Regions from separate parts of the Hordeum vulgare genome. Here region 1 is linked to region 2. The links are chromatin contacts, called in public Hi-C maps. All regions are on one chromosome and are shown on one strand. Each heading gives the region's core, a stretch centred on a gene start, on an enhancer-like site or on the middle of the called end of the contact. The rest is flanking DNA. Distances are from core to core; before and after follow the strand shown.

Evidence for each region. A called contact is a pair of places that touch in the nucleus more often than the background predicts.
Region 1: a contact with region 2 is called in a Hi-C map of leaf, with 3 times the contacts expected there. The contact joins two enhancer-like sites. A contact is called at or near these places in 2 of 6 Hi-C or Micro-C datasets (leaf and seedling) and 1 of 1 datasets of contacts at active chromatin or transcription factors (embryo).

Annotation. Positions count from the first base shown.
Region 1 is chr2H:563,604,881-563,607,588 of MorexV3_pseudomolecules_assembly, forward strand. It overlaps the pseudogene LOC123427281. Among protein-coding and RNA genes, the nearest start is that of LOC123430547, 19 kb to the left of the region's middle. Within about 2 kb of position 1,446, at least 1 of the 3 cell types and tissues checked has open chromatin away from gene starts, as enhancers often do. A contact at or near this core is called in leaf, where this site is marked.
Region 2 is chr2H:563,127,983-563,130,792 of MorexV3_pseudomolecules_assembly, forward strand. It overlaps LOC123427277 (cytokinin dehydrogenase 8-like), which reads left to right. Exons shown (of 5, transcript XM_045111284.1): 5 at 702-1,378. The coding sequence ends at 1,050. Among protein-coding and RNA genes, the nearest start is that of LOC123427277, 4.5 kb to the left of the region's middle. Within about 2 kb of position 1,444, at least 3 of the 3 cell types and tissues checked have open chromatin away from gene starts, as enhancers often do. A contact at or near this core is called in leaf, where this site is marked.

The sequences.
Region 1 (2,708 bases), core at 196-2,695, 480 kb after region 2:
CTCCGCCTGGAATTACTTGTCGTAGAAATGGATGTATTTAGAACTGAAATACATCTAGATACATCCATTTCCGCGACAAGTATTTCGGGACAGAGGGAGTACTTATTATTTTACTTGGACCACATGTTCAGTAATTGGCTAATTGCAAATACGGGTTTGATTTCCACTAAAGAGATATCTAAGAGCTGGGACAGACAGACACACGAGCATACTTTAATATTTAAATGTCTTGAGTTTCGCATAGGTTTACAAAAAGTTCTTGAACATTTCTGTAACTAATGTTAATTTAGACATTCTCCTGCAGTTTAAATCTAAATTGATTCCGTTACTCGATAGTACTATCTATGTGCCTTTTCTGCAGTGGGCTTTTTGATTTATGCTCCAAACTAGTACTAGACGCAAATAACGTTTCTATGTTCCATTCCTCAACTGACAAGCAATATTGACATGTAGGCGTATTCCTTGCTGTATCATCTAATACACGCTATCAGATCATCAACGGTCTGGAGCGAGTAGTTGAGGCATCACCAGTTGCAAAGGGTGCCCCTCCTGTTGCAATGGCATTTACCGTTGGTGTTCGCTTTGCCAATAACATCTATGGTGGAATGCAGTTTATCGATTGGGCTCGATGGAGTGGTGTCCAGTAATGGTGAGTGATCCTGTTATAGTTGTTCATCTTGTCATCTTCTCACCAATAGTACGTCATGGAAAATTAATTCTATACACCTATTCAGTTGTTGATCATCAAGTGCTTCCCGGTGATATCCTACCATTATGTTGCATCATTTGGAAGGCTGTCTAATCATTCCATTCTTTACAAATAATTTTTGCATACCCTAACAAAACATTGAAATTTGCTGTATTTTTCAGGGAGGAATTCAATCAAGAATACAAGGATTTGTTGACGTTTTTCACCTTTGCCGAGAGGCAAGCTGCTGCCCCGTGGTGAAATTCCATCATTTGGAAAAAAAAGTGAAGAATCAGATGGCATTGCAAGGTTGTCATACATGGGCTATGAATAGTATCATTTCAATTACTCTATTTCTGTACTGAGACGAACGCTGGTGTAATTTGTCTAATGCATTGTTTAGTTTATCACATGAGCAATGTGGCTTGGCTGCCCAAAAATAATGGCGTGGGACGTAGCAAGGGTACCTATCATATTGGAAAAACTGAAAAAAAATGATGTGGGATCTATTTTGTGCGAAGGATGTTCCAATTTGTCGGCTAACTTAAACCTCACTGGGTAATGGCAGAAGGACATCTGCCGAAAATGACATGACTGACTCATCCATCATATGACTAGCCGTCGAATGAAGAAGTCCTAGCATGACAAATCACAAGTGAAGGCGTGTTGCAACCCAACTGGCCTAGACCATCCACTTTGAACACGCAATGGTCCTGACCATGGCGGCTATCGCTCTCCTGCCGCTGTTGGTGACGCTACTAGCCACGGCCGTCCGCCGTTGACCGACGAACTGCGGCCTGATCGACTTGTCCTACCCGTTCGGCATAGGCCCCGGGTGCTCCCTGCCCGGATTCAACCTCACCTGCGACGCCAACACGTACAGGAAGCGCCTCTTGCTCGGCAGCCCCAACGTGACGGTGGACTACACGATCTTCGCGAGCGGCTTCGTTTCCTCGCTCGCCGTCAACATCCTGCGCACGTACGGTGCGCATGAGACCCGGCGCCGGGACGTTCTCTGCCCCATGGGACGGCCCCGGCAGGCCGTTCGCCATCTCCGGCGTGTCCAACATGCCGCTGTTCGTCCTCGGCTGCGGCGTCACGGCCACGCTGCTCGACCGTGGGGCTGCGGTGGGGAACTGCTCCGTGGTCTGTGCCGGGGAGGAGGTCATGCGGAGGCTGCCCAACGGGCTCTGCGTCGGCGTGGGCTGCTGCCGCATCGACCTACGCGTAAACCTCCGTGCGTTCGCGTCCAACCTATCGCGCACCGGCGGCGACGGTGTCAGCCGGGACAAACTCACCTTCTTCGTCACCGGCCGGGACAGGTACACGTTCCGGCCCAGCGATCTGGAGCGTGACATTCACCCCGACATGGTTCCTCCGGCTCTGCTGGATTGGGCCATCCCCGGCCAGCCTGACTGCCGGCGCGCCATGGACGACAGAGTGACATATGCCTGTGTCAGTAACCACAGCGAGTGCCGGGACTCGCCGATCGGAGGCTACCTCTGCCACTGCTCCAGAGGCTTCTCCGGCAACCCCTACGCCGTCGATGGGTGCGTGCCAGACCAAGGTAGTCCCCCCTCCATCTCTGTCATGGCACCTGAATGCCAAACCGATAGCTATGTCATGAACAAGTTTGGATTGACCATTTTCTTCATTTTCCGTCCAACAGTTTATGGCTCCATCCACTCATCCAGCCAAAGACGAACTGTCCGAGGATGTGCGGGAGCGTGAGCGTTCCATTCCCCTTCGGCACAGAGCTGGGCTGCTTTGCGAGGATCCATCTTTACCTGACATGTAACCCAGGGTCTTCTCCTGCCATCCTCCAAATGACCCAGCACTCGCTCGTCACCGACATATCCATCGACGAGGGCGTGTTGAGGATTCAGAAGCGGTCCGACTCGGGTGATTTCTTGAGGGATCGAGACACCACGCTCTACTCATTCTCCGGAGAATCTGGCATGGTGAAGTGGGCTGTGGATGACCCGACGTGCAGGGAGGCGATGCTGAGCAAGGAGTACAG
Region 2 (2,810 bases), core at 194-2,693:
CGGCTGTAGCAGACTACCTAGCTAGCCGCACTGTGAAATGATACTGTCTTCAAGTGCTCTAGCATCTCGCAAGTTGCTTCCAGCAACAGTGCACACCTATGGCGGCTACGGTCTGTTGCCTGTCCCCCTTCCCCTTCCCGGTCCCGGTCCCGGTCCAACCCTTTCTTCTCCCCGCCTTGACGCTCCTGCCTGTCTCATATACTACTGTACAGGCGTACAGCGATGGCCCTGTAGTACAGTTACTTTGGCGTACAGTTCTGTACAGTCACACAGGCACGAGTGAGTGATTTAACTTTTGTTCGCATGTGTCATGTGGTCACTTGAAACGCCACAACTCTGCTCGCGAGGCCCAGAACCCCAGATTTGCAGATCCACGAGCGCAACCGCGCCCTGTCAGTTTGGCAGGCAATCAATTACGAGTAGGTTCTCCGAACCCAAAATCCTCTGAACCTGACATGATCCGGGTGATGAAGAGATGTCTCGCCTCTCCTCGACAGCAAATCTGCAATGCCCCAGTATCAGCACGGGGCTGCACTATGCCAGTGCACTTTACTTGCCACTCTGGGAAGTTTTTTCACGTTCCATTTCCATCCATTTAACCAAATCAAACACGGATGAACGACCGAATGCACTGAGCCGATCATTGTGTGAAGTGCTGCTTGTGGGTGTCATTAACCTTGTTTTTTTTTTTTTTTGGTCAGGTGGGACAGGAACACGTCGGCGGTCATCCCGTCGGCGCCGGACGGCGTGATGTACATCTTCAGCGTGCTCCGGTCGGCCGACCCGTCGCGGTGCGGCCGCGGCTGCGTCGAGGAGATGCTGGAGCAGCACCGCCTGGTGGCCGACGAGGCGTGCCGGGTCGGCGGCGGCGGCGGCGGCATCGGCGCCAAGCAGTACCTTGCCCGGCAGCCCACGCAGGCGCATTGGCGCAACCATTTCGGGCCCAGCTGGGACCGCTTCCAGGCCCGCAAGGCCCGCTACGACCCGGTGCGCGTGCTTGGGCCTGGCCAAGGCATTTTTCCCTGGGCGGATTCTGCGAGCTCGATGTGATAGCTCGCGTAGAAGACATAGACTCGTAGAAACGGAAAATTTCAGCATGGTTAATTGGTAGGTGTCCTTTCTTGTAGGGAAATTGGTAGAGTTCGTTCTTTCCTTTTTTTCTTTCGTTATATTTTTATGATGTGTTTAGCTGTAGCTGGTAAGTGGGGACGCCCAGATCATTTGGTAAGACCAGAGTATCTCGTCTCACCCTATCGTATCATTACGCTCTGAGCTGGTCGTTAGTTAAGGCCCACGGAGAATGGGACATTTGTCTGATTTGACATGCCATCACTTGATGTGAAAGTTCTCCATGCCATCACATAGTATTATTGCCATATACGCATGCTGTTTGATGCCCCCTGTGTGCTTCGAAGAGGCCACAGAAGCTGCCGTCCCGGTTCCGAAGACCGCCACCAATATCGTTTTGCCACGCTCGGCGATGCCCGTTGTCAGCTGATGGGGGCAGCTTTGTTAGCTGGCTGTCGTCGTTATCTATAAAGCAAACCTGGGTCTGGATGTGTTCCAGCAGACAGATCTTATTTCTACAAATGATGTGGTGTTGCAATAATGGATAAGAGAGAAAATTCTACAAAATAATTACAGTTTTTATTATCGAGATTCTACAGTAAATACATTAAGTGGTAATATGGTACTAGTGTGTGACATTATGCAATGTGAATTCAGTAACTAAAGTAACTACACGATGCCCCACGCATTGCGGCAGGATCCTTGTTAAAAATGTATGAATAAGTGGTACTCCCTCCATTCCTAAATATAAGACCTTTTAGAGATTTCACTATGAACTACATACGGATGTATGTAGTCATATTTTAGGATGTAAATTCACTCATTTTGCTCCGTATCTAGTCTATAGTGAAATCTTTAAAAGGTCTTATATTAAGGAACGGAGGGAGTAGAAGATTATAATAAAAGCAAAAACAAATATAAATCTTTTTTACATGACTTAATTTCCTGAAAAAAATGCATAAGGTGGTATGTTTTGTATGAAGAGATAAAAAAATAACTTATGACTTCATGCATAACTTGATGATGTGACATCGTTGCATGAAGAGGAAAATTAGCCAGTGGGCTGTAGCTATTTAAGAATAGAGGATACTCCCTCCGTTTCTAAATATAAGTCTTTTTAGAGATTTTACCACGAACTATATACGGATGTATATAGCATATTTTATAGTCTAGATTCATTTATTTTGCTTTGTATGTAGCCTGTCGTGAAATTTCTTTACAGACTTATATTTAGGATCGGAGGGAGTATCATGCATTACGCACTCTGATACATGTTGAAGCTATAATTCCTTATTATGTATTTCTTGCTGTTATTTATTTGACCCTCATATAGAGTATATATAGGAGTACACCGGAGAGGTTTGGAGTACAAGGCAAATCATTATTGGTTTAAACCAATCATATATCTATCTCTCATTATCTATATCCCAATCACATTTATAGTTCTAACATTCTCCCTCAGTCGTAGCGAAAGTGAAGCGGACGATTGTCACTGAATTTGAAGTCTTGCGCTTATGTCGTCTTCTCCGTTGCACCATCATCAAATGCATCTTTGATGGGTGGCACCTATGGTGATGATTGCGTCCCCTTTTTGTGTCTTCCATGTCTCTCTTCAGTTCCCTCCCGTGGTCACGGTGAGAGTGATGGCGTGGACGCTAGAGACGATGCGGATGTTGTTGACCCGCATTGTTGTAGACGTAGGCATTAATGTCGATGTCGATGTAGCCGATCTTGTAGTAGAT